Linked DNA regions of Zea mays: region 1 is linked to region 2. Evidence: chromatin contacts called from public Hi-C data. All regions are on one chromosome and are shown on one strand. The core of a region is the stretch at or near the end of the contact, and the rest is flanking DNA. Distances in the headings are between cores, read along the strand shown.

What was found. A called contact is a pair of places that touch in the nucleus more often than the background predicts.
Region 1: a Hi-C map of tassel shows a contact between it and region 2, with 2.8 times the contacts expected there. The contact joins the promoter of LOC100276750 here to the promoter of LOC103643941 in region 2. A contact is called at or near these places in 2 of 25 Hi-C or Micro-C datasets (ear and tassel).

Annotation. Positions count from the first base shown.
Region 1 is chr1:277,090,122-277,097,769 of Zm-B73-REFERENCE-NAM-5.0, reverse strand. LOC100276750 reads left to right here and starts at 4,713. Exons shown (of 1, transcript NM_001366671.1): 1 at 4,713-5,827. The coding sequence starts at 4,986. The coding sequence ends at 5,612.
Region 2 is chr1:276,957,290-276,964,140 of Zm-B73-REFERENCE-NAM-5.0, reverse strand. It overlaps LOC103643941 (late embryogenesis abundant protein 19), which reads left to right and starts at 3,206. Exons shown (of 5, transcript XM_023301009.1): 1 at 3,206-3,527; 2 at 3,658-4,007; 3 at 4,082-4,190; 4 at 4,540-4,633; 5 at 4,717-4,811. The coding sequence starts at 3,237. The coding sequence ends at 4,811. It overlaps LOC103643940 (a long non-coding RNA gene), which reads left to right and starts at 4,812. Exons shown (of 5, transcript XR_561391.2): 1 at 4,812-4,900; 2 at 4,989-5,108; 3 at 5,185-5,379; 4 at 5,506-5,556; 5 at 5,640-5,718.

The DNA of each region.
Region 1 (7,648 bases), core at 3,464-5,963, 130 kb before region 2:
CTACGGTTACAAATTAACCAAAGTCCCTTTGCTATGTGATAATGAGAGTGCAATCAAGATGGCGGATAATCCCGTCGAGCATAGTCGCACTAAACACATAGCCATTCGGTATCATTTTCTCAGGGATCACCAACAAAAGGGAGATATCGAGATTTCATACATTAATACTAAAGATCAATTAGCCGATATCTTTACCAAGCCTCTTGATGAACTTAGGCATGAGCTCAATATTCTTGATTCTAGGAACTTCTTTTGTTAAATTGCACACATTGCTCTTCTATATACATTTAATCATGTCTCTTTCATATGCTATGACTAATGTGTTTTTCAAGTCTATTTCAAACCAAGTCATAGGTGTATTGAAAGGGAATTGGAGTCTTCGGCGAAGACAAAGGCTTCCACTCCATAACTCATCCTTCGTCGTCGCTCCAAGAGACTCTCCATCTTTGGGGGAGAGAGCAAAAGGACTTCGTCTTTGGTATAATCTTAACTCATTTATTTATGACCAAAGGGGAAGATAGCACTTCGCGGGCTCTAATGATTCCGTTTTTGGCGATTCATGCCAAAGGGGGAGAGAGTATGTGCACCAGACATCCAGGAGGGCCCACAAGTCAGAAGCTCCAACGGTCAGAATCCAACGGCAGTGATGACGTGGCGGGGGCACCGGACATGTCCGGTGTGCACCGGACTGTCCGGTGCGCCATCGAACAGACAGCCTCCCAACGGCCACTTTTGGTGGTTGGGGCTATAAATACCCCAGCCACCCCACCATTCATGGCATCCAAGTTTTCCACTTCTCAACCACTTACAAGAGCTAGGCATTCAATTCTAGACACACCAAAGAGATCAAATCCTCTCCAATTCCACAAAAGGCTTTAGTGATTAGCGAGAGAGATTTGCCGTGTTCTTTTGAGCTCTTGCGCTTGGATTGCTTCTTTTCTTTCTCACTTACTCTTGTGATCAACACTCAATTGTAATCAAGGCAAGAGGCACCAATTGTGTGGTGGCCCTTGCGGGGAAGTTTTATTCTCGGCTTTGATTTGAGAAGAGAAGCTCACTCAGTCCGAGGGACCGTTTGAGAGAGGGAAGGGTTGAAAGAGACCCGGCCTTTGTGGACTCCTCAACGAAGAGTAGGTTTGCGAGAACCGAACCTCGGTAAAACAAATCCACGTGTCACACTCTCCATTTGCTTGCGATTTGTTTTGCGCCCTCTCTCGCGGACTCGTTTACATTTCTAACGCTAACCCGGCTTGTAGTTGTGTTTATATTTGAAAATTTCAGTTTCGCCCTATTCACCCCCCTCTAGGCGACTATCACCCGGCCGCGTCCTCGCTCGCCCATGCTCGCTTGCCCCGGCGCGCTTGCCCGCTCGCCCCGTCGTGCCTTGCTCGCGTCGTGACGGCCCCGGCGTAGCCTCGAGCTCGGCCTAGCGTGCCTTTAGCGCGCGGCTTTGAGCTCGGCTAGCGCCCGGCCCCGACGTGCGCACGGCTAGTTCGTGGCGTGTGCGTGCGGCCTCGCGCGCGTGCTCGCGTAGTGCGCGTGCCTTGGCACGACCCATCGTGCCCCGTCTACCCCCCTCCCTCGTCCTATGTGCGCTAATCACGTGTTTATATTAATAAGATAGGAGTCTCAATTTAGAAATTGGTTACGTTAGTTAATTTGTATAGCTAATCATCTATCGCATTCAATGATAATCTACTAAAAGTGGTCACGTTTACATTAGTGCATGTAGCTAATTCTTTTGTTAGAACTGATTGGAACTAGAGCACGTGACGTTTAATCATTTGTTTACCCGTAGTGCGTCTCGGGCATAAGCTTTAACTCTCGCGAGACCTTTTCCCATTTCTTTCTAACCATGGTAAGTTCATTATCGTATGTGATATTCTATGCATATTCACTTCATTCGTTCTCTTGTATGATGTACTGTTTGTTCCCTAATTTGAATGGATGGATGTATGTATGCTTGCAATCGCATAGAGAACGATCCGGTTGAAGAGCCCGAGGAACTCGCAGGAGAAGCCCCTGAGCAGCAGTCGGTTGGTGGAGGCAAGTGTCCCTTGACCTATCTCTGTCCTATCCATTCTTTAATTCACCTCCCGCTTTACACATTTATGCCTAAGGATTGACTAGATTTGTTATCCATGTCCTTGTTTACCTATTTGGGTTGGATTATTATTGTCTAGCTTTATGCTATTGCTTAACTCTAATCAATGAACATGATGAGATTATCTATGATACGCTGTTTTCCCCTCTCTATGATGATGTTATACTTGTGGTCTTCAAGGGGGCTCGAGCGGTTTCTCGAGTGCCTCTCCGTAAGGACCTGTTCTATGGATGACCGCCCGAGAAAACAGTGCAACCGTGAGGGTGGAATGGGATGCCCTTAGCTGAATAATTAGAGGATCCGGGGTGTAGTTCACTTAGCCGTCGTGCCGTCAATGGGGCTCGGTGTATGCGGCTCGCTCTGCCAAGTTTGGGTTCGCCCCTTGGGGAGGAGTGCGGTGCATTTAGGAAACCTAACGGGTGGCTACAGCCCCGGGGAATCTTTATAAAGGCTACGTAGTGATGCCCTGCTAGGCCACCTAGGTAGTGGTTAATGGGGAGTAGCTCTCTCCGGGCAGAATGGGAATCACGGCTTGTGGGTAAAGTGCACAACCTCTGCAGAGTGTTTTGAAAACTGATATATCAGTCATGCTCGCGGTTATGAGCGGCCAAGGGAGCTCCAGTGATTAGTGGTACTCGACTCAGAGACACTTTGGTTTACAGGTGGCGATGAGACTGCTGGTTCTGGTTATGTTTATGGTGCTGGTAAGTGGTATTCTTTCCGTTTGGAAAGGGTACATCGGGCTAATAACTTGGGTTAATGCTAAAACCTGGCTTTCTATTAGTAAATAATAATCTGACCAACTAAAAGCAACTGCTTGACTTATCCCCACATAAAGCCAGTCCACTACAGCCAAACAGGATACTTGCTGAGTATGTTGATGTGTACTCAGCCTTGCTCTACACACCAAACTCCCCCATCCCCAGGTTGTCAGCATTGCAACCACTGCTCAGGCGAAGATGAAGCTGTGGAAGGAGACTTCCAGGAGTTCCAAGACTACGGCGAGTTCTAGGCGTGGGTTAGCGGCAACCCCCAGTCGGCTGCCTGTGAAGGCCGCGGTTATCTACGTTTCTTTTCCGCACTTTGATTTATTGTAAGGACTATATGGACGTCTCAGACGTATGATGTAATCGACTATTATTTCCCTTTTAATACTATTTTGAGCACTGTGTGATGATGTCCATGTTATGTAACTGCTGTGTACGTGAATTACTGATCCTGGCACGTACATGGTTCGCATTCGGTTTGCCTTCTAAAACCGGATGTGACAATATTTAAGTTATTGTGATATTAATTTTGTTGTCATTGCAATGCACATACATTAATCTACTAATTTATATAACCCTATCACCCTATGCAACAAATGGCCACCGATTAAAAAGTAAAAAACAATCGTCATGGTTGAGTGGGGCTTTTAAATTTTTGCCACTTTTACGGATGGACATATTTAGAGTTGATTTAGTGACCCGGGATCCCGGGAGGATCGGAGGGGATTGAGGGGGAAATTAGTTCATTTCCCTCTTAATCCCATCCAATCCTCCTGGGATCCCCTTGTCACCAAATCAACCTTAGTCTCTTAAATTTTACGGATGGACATATTTATTCGCTGGTAACCCCTACAATGGTGTTGGTAGCACGAGTCATGCCTAAAACTTATTTAGTCTCTTAAAAGACACATATTTAGTCTCTTAAAAGGCATGCCCTCCAGCGGTTTTGGTCAGCAAAACAGTTTAGTAAACCTTGAGGAACTCCAACAGCTTATATAAAATTCTAGGCAAATATAGAGTTTTGTGGTGGAGTTTTTATAATAGAAAACTTATTTTGGCTAGGGTTAACCAAGAGACTAGCTATTAGTTAACTTTTCTTATCCACACATGCAAACAGCCACCGCTTGCATAGTTGCGTCAGGCCATTGCATGAGTCGCATGCAAAGAGCAGTTAGGCAAAGATGCCGAGCGATGACAGAGAAAATGCCGAGTGAAATAGATAAGAGACGAAGAAAGCGAATATGTTGGATGTGGTTTTCAGTGACCTTTTCTTTTTTTATCTAGTCAAATTAATTTACAAAGGCTGTTGAAGTTGCTCAAGGTATTTAAATTGCATGGATAGGAGGATTCGATTCTCTTGCATGGATCCATGCAAATTCCAGATTGGAGCCTATTTCGATGACGGACCTCATAGTCTTAGCCGAGAAAACTTCGCATAATTGTAACGTGCCTCAAATGAAATTGTCACAATCCATGGACCCGGCGGCGTCAGGCGTCGACCGGTACGGTGTTTTCTTCTCGCGAACAAGAAGAAACATCGAACCACACATATTCTCTCACTGCATGGCGGGACCCACACGTCATCCTGGGCGACACATAACCGAGCGGACCCATGCAGCCACGACGCCGCCAGCGCACCTTCCTCGAGGGCAGGTCAACCGGAAAAAAATTGTGCATCTAGGATGCAAACGCACTACTCTACCGTCTCTCACATCCATCGTGGAAAGACCCTTATAAATAGAAGAAAAATAAATTACTGAGAAGTTAAGTTACAAATTTTGATTTGTTTTTTTTTTTGACCTTCACGTGGTGGTGCAAAGGTGCACAGAATTTTTTTTTCCAGGTCAACCACCAGCTCAGATCGACGCGATCAGCCGGGCCGGACTGGAGCACTTCTCGTCAAACTTTTCCGCTGAATACCCATTCCCCCGTTGCTAGTTTCTGCGTTCATTTGGGGAGTAGGGAGTAGGCCACCGCGCTTGCAGAGGATTTTATGCTCCCAACGAGCAGAGAGAGATAGAGGCAGAGAGTGAGGGAGATCCCCAGGCCAGGGCACTTGCAAAGGATTTATCCCTCCCAACGAGCAACGAGAGAGAGAGAGATTTTGCTTTTGCATGGTTCATTGGTTTGCGGCGTCAAAGAGCTCGTTAAATATGGACGTCCTGGATCACTCGGACGATGAGGAGGAGCAGCAGGACCGGTGCGGCACCAGCAGCGGCAGATCAGGCTCCAGGCTCGGCGCGCGGGCGCGGCGGCAGAAGCGGAGGTCAGGCGGCAGCCGCCAGAACCTGCTGCTCATGGACTGCGTCGGCGGCAACGGGGACCGCGCGTTGGAGGACACCGTGCCGCTGCCAGACTACGAGCTCTTGTCCCAGTCCGCCCGCCTCCACGACGACGCCAAGAATCCGCCTCCGGCGCTGCTGGTTGCAGAGGAGGAGCAGCAGCAGAAGGCGCCGGCCAAGCAGGGGAAGGCGTCCCCGCCACAGCCTCCGCCCCTGCCACTGCCACAGCGGCAGCAGAAGCCGGCGGCGTGGAGGCTGATCGAGTACGTGAGGTCAAGGAACAGGTCGGGCGGCGCAGGGCCGGGGGTCGGTGGGTGCGGCGCCTGGTCTGACGGCGACTCCAAGAGCTCCGAGGACGGCGAGGACGGGGGCGGCGAAGGGAAGAAAGATAAGAAGAAGAAGCGGTCGTCCTGGCTGCCGGACCCCGACCGCCGGTGGCCGGTGCAGGGATTCTGTTAGCGCGTTCATCGTCTTCGCAGTCTAGTAAAACCGTGTTACGCCTCTGACTCATGCGTTGGTTTGGTTGCTTCAGTCTCTTCTTTTCATAGTTTATCATTTTTCCGTGTGGGTTTGCAATGTCAATGCACGGACATAAATGAGGAGGACAAACCCGGCATGCTTTTGCGCTGAATGTAGGACTTGTTTGATATGCAGTTTTGAAATCCTACAGTTTTAAAATGCCATAGTTTGTAATTGTACATATCATAAATAATACGGCACCTCACAGTAAAATCAGAGTATTGTTGAAAACTGAGATGTGTTGTTTTATTACAAACTGAAGTATTTATAAAGAGAACAAAAGAAAACCGAGGTCCCAAATAAAGTTTCGAAAACTTTAAAAATATCACAGTTTTAAATAAATCATATATTTAAAACTATGTTTTACATGTAGCAACCAAACACCTTTTACCTTCTAACACCACATTATCATAAAATATCATAGTATTATCTCAAAGCTTCCAAACAGGGCCTACTCGGTGCCAATGCACCTTACAATTTACCATATATCTTCGCCACTAAGCGTACATTTGATTGGAGAGTTAACTAGAATGGAGCGGCTTCATTCCAGTTTCTAATAATGAAACAATTATATTTTGTGACAAGCAGAACATAGTTGCTCCATTTTTATTTAGTTAAAAAGTAGAATAGAGCGAAGTCACTCCGTTCTTTGTTTAGTTAGAGAACCATATAAGTGTAGTGGAAAGTAGAGGGAACGATCACCTCTAAGAGAGCGCTGAGTGTAGTGGGAAATAGAGGGATCACATCTAAAAGAGCGCTGAGTGTAGTGGGAAATAGAGGGAATGATAACGTTTGAGAGAGCGTTTGCATAGTCAGCATCCGATCGTTTGATAGAGCAGACATTCCTATTTTATTAGAAACCAAAACATCCAGGGAATAGAAATAAATAGAGCGTTTCCTTCTCCTACACTGTTCAACCAAACACACTAATGACGGTAATGACGGTAAGCGCGTCAGGGCAGAGCCACGTGTAAGAGGGACACGCCTCTCTTCATGACACCTCTTTTACATGACATGAACATAAGAAAATGAATCGTTATTTTTCATAACCGATTATAGGAAAATAATTCTATCAAATGCAGGTAAAAATGTTGTAAGTTTTAAAATAATGCAAAAGCAGCTTTGCAATAGTTGTTGCTTTTCGTCGCTTGAGCTGGCTTTTAGTTTTTGCAAAAAGAAAAAAAAAACAGGTTAAAAAGCACAACCAAAAGGGCTTAAATACAGAGATGTAAGGTAGGCCTACAGCAGACTACATGCGAGAATACACAGCGACCACGCACTGATTGGGGGATAATGTACATCCGCTCATGTCTAAGTTTTCCCCGCCTGAAGCTGAAGGAGCCCGGCAAGCGCGCCGGAACCATGTCTTGAACGCGGCGACCAGATGTGGGCAGTCATCGACATTGCGGGTCGAGAACCCCAGGCATTGCTGCAACAGCTCCTGGGCTTCTAGGACAAGCAAGGTGGAGATGTTCTGAAGAAACGCCTCCTCCAGGTCTTGGCAATTGGTCGATTTCTGGAAGTGCATTGGTTGAATAATGTCCCGGCAGACGTTTAGGACAGGGAGCCAGCTTCTGACGAGCATCATCCTCACCTGATGAAAGGACATGTAGAACATTTCAGATACACAGAGAAACACAACTTCATAAGGTGTCATCAGGAGCCTGCAACATTCAGATGCAACCGAAAAATTGAGGTAGCAGGTTCCGTTTGAGAAGAATATTGTTGGAGGCTAAAATGAGCCTGGCGGACGGTCCGGCCCTGAGGCCGGACGGTCCGCGGTCCGGACTGTCCGCGGTGGTGGCGCGGACGGTCCGCGCGCGCGCAGAGTCAGTTAGGGTTCCTAGTTTCTCGCAGGATTTGTTACCTAAAACCGCGGGATTAACTCGGGAAACAGTTGGAAACGGATCCAGACCTCCCCTTTATATAGATGAAGGGCTACGGCCGATTGAACCCCCAACAATCGAACCAATACA
Region 2 (6,851 bases), core at 1,957-4,456:
GGAGGTGAATAGGGCGAAACTGAAATTTACAAATATAAACACAACTACAAGCCGGGTTAGCGTTAGAAATGTAATTGAGTCCGCGAGAGAGGGCGTAAAACAAATCGCAAGCAAATGAGGAGTGTGACACACGGATTTGTTTTACCGAGGTTCGGTTCTCGCAAACCTACTCCCCGTTGAGGAGGCCACAAAGGCCGGGTCTCTTTCAACCCTTCCCTCTCTCAAACGGTCCCTCGGACCGAGTGAGCTTCTCTTCTCAAATCACTTGGAACAAAAGTTCCCGCAAGGACCACCACACGATTGGTGTCTCTTGCCTCAATTACAAGTGAGTGTTTTATCATAAGAAAGAATGCGAAAGAAAAGAAGCGATCCAAGCGCAAGAGCTCAAATGAACACTACAAATCACTCTCTCTAGTCACTAGGGCTTTGAATGGGATTGGGAGAGGATTTGATCTCTTGTTGGTGTGCTTTGCAATGAATGCTAGCTCTTGTATAGTGATTGGAAGCTGGAAAACTTGGATGCAATGAATGGTGGGGTGGTTGGGGTATTTATAGCCCCAACCACCAACTTGACCGTTGGTGGAGGCCGTCTGTTTGATGGCACACCGGACAGTCCGGTGCACACCGGACAGTCCGGTGCCCCAGCCACGTCACCAGTTCCGTTGGATTCCGACCGTTGAAGCTTCTGACTTCTGGGCCCGCCTTGATGTCCGGTGGCGCACCGGACATGCACTGTAGGGTGTCCGGTGCGCCAGCATGGGCGTGTCTGACCTCTACGCGCGCTGGCGCGCAATAAATGCGCTGCAGGTAGCCGTTGGCGCCTGAAGTAGCCGTTGCTCCGCAGATGCACCGGACAGTCCGGTGTACACCGGACAGTCCGGTGAATTATAGCGGAGCGGCTGAAGTGAAAACCCGAGGCTGGCGAGTTCCTGAGGCCGCCCTTCCTTGGAGCACCGGACATGTCCGGTGCACACCGGACAGTCCGGTGAATTATAGCGGAGTGGTCTCTGGAAAATCCCGAAGCCGAGCAGTTCGAAGTTGGAGTCCCCTGGTGCACCGGACATGTCCGGTGGCACACCGGACAGTCCGGTGCGCCAGACCAGAGAAGCCTTCTATTGCTCCTTTTGCTCTTGTGTTGAACCCAACTCATGGTCTTTTTATTGGCTAAGTGTGAACATTTTGCACCTGTATAACTTATACACTAGAGCAAACTAGTTAGTCCAAGATTTGTGTTGGGCAATTCAACCACCAAAATTATTTAGGAACTAGGTGAAACTCTAATTCCCTTTCACACACCAGAACCAAGGTGGTGGAAGCCCCGTCTTCGACTCTAGTGGCAGTCATCAGTTACTGACTGACATCCTTCCTCGGCTTGCTCAAGGACGATTCGACCCGTGGCTTGACTGAGGTTAACTCCAACGTCGAAGAACCGCCAAATAGGGCTACTTCACGTTAATGCCCCCGCTAAATGACAACAGCGGAGGGGACAAGGAGGTCCCCAATCAAGAAGAAGAGTACCAATGTCAGCACTAAGCATGCATCCTTTCTCGCGAGGCCTCCCTTCGTGAGCAGTAGGAGGAGCTTGACGCCCACGCCCTCGTGCAAAAACTCGACCACGTCAATGGCGATACCAAGTGGAGGCGCCTCGAAGCCGAGAGGCCCCGACCGAGATAGGTATGTGACCATCTTGTTGTAAGCAGCGACGATGCACAACACTTCCTCAATCCCGCACAAAACATGGTCGACACGACATTGAACAGACCTTGCCCTATCAGTGCCTGGGGCTGGATGGAAGAGCACAGAGCGCACTCGATCCATGGATAAGAAGGGGAGTACGGAGGGGGCTAGACAGTATCCATCGGTACAATCGGCACCCGCGGATACCGCTTCAACCCCGATGAGGACCGAACCGTGGGCCTCCTGCCGCCAGGACTTTGGGCTTTCAGCCACCGCATCCTTCGGGCACCCGTATCGCGGCGCTAGAGGCCCCCAATCAACATCACGAGGTATTCCGGGGAATCAGATCTCCGCCTTTGGCTGGGAGACTACCGGCTAGCATGTCAGGCGAGAGGGGTAGATTGTGATGACTTCATAGTCTGGATTCTCCCTTGTATCTGGTGAATTCGGTACGAGCATGGCTCGAAAACCTCAGACCCAGGAGCATCCAGGATTGGGCTGACCTTGAAGAAGTCTTTGTTGGGAATTTCCAAAGCACGTACGTACGCTCGGACAACCCGTGAGATCTTAAGAATTATCTTATTAATATGTATTTTACTATGTTCGTACTTAATTGTTTAATATTATACTTGATTTGTTATTTATCGAATTGTTTATTGAATTATTAACTATATATAGATTATTTTGAGTTATATATATTTTTATGACGGTATACCTAAACAAAAAAAATCCTAGTTTCCACCTTGTGAGTTGTGATCGTGACGGTTATAGCTTGAAAAAGCTCGAGGCTCGCGATCCCGCTGAGCTCGTAGTGGCTCGGCTCACGAGCCTCGGGCGAGCCGAGCCTGTTTTTGAGCTCGTCGAAGGAACGAGCCGAGCCACTCAGGCTCGTGAGTTGTGCCAAATTAATCTCTACTACTTATTAAGTAAGCAATAGTAGTCTGCCTCTGACGTGTTCTGCCTCTGACGCGTTCTGCCAACGGCTGTTCTGCCTCCGTTAGTCCCGTGCAACAAAATAAACAATACATGCACAAGTTTATGCGCCATGTTCCGTTCCATCTCTCTCAGTGAGCAACATAGAATCCACAACTGCCCTTATAAGCCATGTTCTGTCACTCTCAATAGTCGATGTGGCACTAATAAAATAGATGGCACGCACATGTGGCAGCGTTTCGTGCGGCCCAATGATTTTTGTGTGGATCTGAGGCCCATCCCATCGTGCAGCCCACTGTCCAGCGTGCAGCCTACCGTCCAGCCACGGCCCACGGCCGCCGGCGGCTCCAGCCACGGTTGTGCCGCGCGCTTCCTTCACTGCGCTCAACTCCGGCGGCCTCCCCTTCCTCTCCTCCACCCCATCATCGGATTCCACCTCCTCCCCCACCGCACCGTCGGACTCCTCCTCCCCAATGGCGGCCTCCAGCGCACTTCCGTCCTCCAACTCCTCCCCATCGGCTGCCTTCACCCAACCGGTCAGCGGACTCATGCGCGGCACAACCGTCCCCAATCCCACGACCCCCCGGTCAGCGGACTCTCCCTCTACCCACGACCTCCACTCTCGCATGCTCCCTCTGCACGACCTCTACTTTACCTGTGTCGCGGTTCGGCGCACTGGTGGCCCAGCTGGAGTCCGTAGTGGCATCGGCCAGGCAGAAGACCCCCGACGCGCTGCTCTGCTTCGACCTCCTCTCCGAGCTCTCCTCTGCCATCGACGAGGCCCCCCAAGGTCCACCCCACTGCCTCCTGACCTCACAGTTTCGTTGGATCCAATCTTTTATCCAAGCTCAGCGATGGCTTCTCGTCAGCAGCATCCTACTAGCTACCACGCCGGCGAGACCAAGGCCCATGTCGAGGTGATGAGATGAGACGCGCGCGCACCGCGCTTCCAGCCGCCGTGCCAGCACGTTGCTCGCTCTATCGTCCTTTTGCAGTTACCTACTCCACACGATAGAGTGGACACTAACGTTGGCTGCTGCATCGCAGGAGAAGACGGGTCAAGTGATGGGGGCGGCGCAGGAGAAAGGGAGGGAGGCCAAGCACAAGGCATCCGACGCCGCTGATCGCGCCATGGGGATGGGCCACGACGCCGGGGAGGCGGCCAAGGACAGGGCGTACCGGGCCAAGGACGCGGCCTCCGGCGCCGCTGGCCGCGCCAGGGACACTGCGTCCGACGCGGCCGGCGCTGCCGAGGACCGCGCCCGCGACGGCGCGCAGCAGACCGGGAGCTACGTCGCGCAGACGGTCGAGGCCGCCAGGCAGAAGGCGGCCGGCGCCGCGCTGTACGCCAAGGACACCGTGGTCGCCAGCAAGGACAAGACCGGCGCCCTCCTGCAGCAGGTGAGATGCACTGTTGGAAGGGGTTATCTGTGGATGTATTATGTCATTGAGTGTGCTGCTGATCTACAAGCTTTTGTTTTAATTTTCCTTTCCTTTTTAATGAAGGAAACTCGAATACAATAGTGGCTCTTGCTGGGAACAAGGCTGATTTGTTAGATACGAGGCAGGTGTCAGCAGATGTATGTTAATGTGCTTCTCAAGTTCTATTTTTAACACATTCATGAGCTACCACATTTGTTTATGTAGCTGCTGCCATCTTCATTCTTTAGTGATTTCTCATCCTAGAAGCTTTTGCATTCAATCGCTGCATCTTTATCGGCCAACAATATGTTTCAGAGTGGTAGGGAACATAGAATGTCTTTTTAGTGATTACTTCCAGTTTGATGTCTCGTGTAAGCTGAGACCTGGGAGCATGAAAATGTTGGTGCATGATAGCAGCAATGTTTTTTTGTCTTCCTCTCGTTTGATTGTGATGGTGTCTACTGAACCAAAACAAAATACATTAGGTAACATTATCCTATGCTGCAGGAAGCAAAGGCGTTCGCTCAAGAGAATGGTCTCTTTTTCATGGAAACTTCTGCCAAAACAGCTACCAATGTGAACGACGTGTTCTATGAGATTGGTGAGTAACTAGCATTTAAACACACAGACAGTGTGCTGCTGCTCAATCATTTACCCACTGTCACTATTACATCCTCATTTCAGCGAAGAAACTGCTTCAAGGGCAGCAGGTTCAGAACCCACAAGGCGGGATGGTTCTCAACCAGAGACCACCTAAGAGGATGTCAGTTAAATTGCAGGTAGGTTACTGACTGCACTTGTTTGTGAATACTTGGAGTGACCACAACTAAGTCACACAATGAAACTTTACTTTCCAGAGTGTAACCTGGTAACTGGTAACCATTCATAATATTTCGTTTTTACATTTTTGATATCAATATCCATTAATATGTTTCCCCGTTTTGTTTGTAAATCAGCCGGACTTCTGATAGAATGAACTGAAAGACTTCTCTAACAAAAGTGGAGCTGAGGGGAGCAAGAGTGCTAAAAGTAGTCCAATGTTTTTAGATGTTCTCGAATGTTATCTGAAATATGAGGTTTATCTCTTGCTTGATCAACAATAGAAGCAAAACATCATCCTATTGTATTTCATTCTGGTTGTGTTTTGTACAGGAGGAATCCAATGGGAAGCAGTGCATATCGACCAAGCGCGGTGGCACGGAGGACAACCCGAGAATGGTGGAAAGAAGCAGGGGAAGGACAACGCAACGAAGCCCCCTAGCTGCCCAAGGACTACATCCATGTCTGGGCAAGGCGTGGCGAGCAAGGCATGGCGAGGCGATGGACTGTCACAACCTCATGGAGAGGGTACATTTCCCTAAGGCTCTGTTGCACTATTATTTCTTTGCATCGTCATCCTTGCTGGCTACAGAGATTCGTGTGTTAAGTTTTTTTCCTTGCTTCTTATGTATAATTCATGTGAGACGGGAGAAGATCAGCTAGCAGATGAAGCCGCTACAGGATCTCGTGCCGAGTTGCAACAAGGTAACCGAGAAGACACTCTCACTCACTCACTCAATTAACATCAGGCACTTGCTGTCACTCGAGTAGTTTGGTGTGCTGCTTAGGTTTGAATTCAGAGTAAAATGTTTCTCATTTTGGGTGGTGGGCAAGGCAGTGATGCTCGATGAAATCATAAACTATGTGCGGTAGTCTGCCTCTGACATGTTCTGCCACCGGTCTATTCTGCCATCCAACCATGCCCACGCGCAATAAATAAAAAAAGGCAACAGACCGAGGGATCGAACCCCTGACTGCTCACTTAGCTCACCCCTTCAAATCACTTGACCACCTTTGGTTCTTTGTTAGAAGTAACACTCGGTCTCCCTTTACCATTTTCGTGGTTCAACTACTCATCTCTACTACATTTGGCATACCTTTTCCATAAAATAATAAAAGATCAGCAACCCAGCCTCCAGATTCTGAGGCAACATTTGGCATACCTTTTCCATCATATGAGTAGTTATGAGCACTTGGTAGTAAGTAGTAACATAAGTAACTCAGCTCTTTTGTCGAAAGTACAAATCACAGAAGAGCAGGCCCTAGAAGTTGAATTTAAACCACAAATCACAATCACACAGGATCTACCTGAACCACAAGTAAGTCCCTATCAGAAAGAAGAAAACACATGCCGTTTAGCGACAAATTAGCTGGTCGCTGGTAAGGGCTCCATCACCATCAATTACAAGAAATCAACCTGCCACAATATCATGTCCTCCAGAACTGAAAGCCCCACACTTGGTATATTCCAGCTACCTCGGGCACTTTCAGTTTTCTAAAATGTATTGTTGTCAAGACTGAATAGTGAAGACAGGCATGGCATTGCACCGTGAAGTGTTAACAACACTGGACTATTATCTCTGCCGTTTCTAACTTCCTATGGGGTTTACATGAAATGTAAGATGACAAAGTGCTTAGCCACAGCGGAGCACTGTTCTGATGACTTGATGAGTCGCGACACATTCAATTTTACATGCTACTTGGCTCCCACCTAGAAAAAAGGTGGGATTCTATTTCTAATGCCCCTGCAGCTTCTGTAAACAGAGGATCCAATTATTGTACTACAGCAGTGTAGCCTGTTCAGATTTGAGCTTGTTCGGCCATTAATAGTGTTTAGAAGCCTAACAGAGTGATTCTGTGTTGATGGCACACACTTGACACCTAGAGTGGTATCACCTGTAAGAAGAGGGTACCAGTTATTTTGTCGTGATCCAGCAAGTCACAATATGTTCTGAAACAAAGTAGCTAGAGCAGTAGAGCACACATGTGAGTTCCAGCAA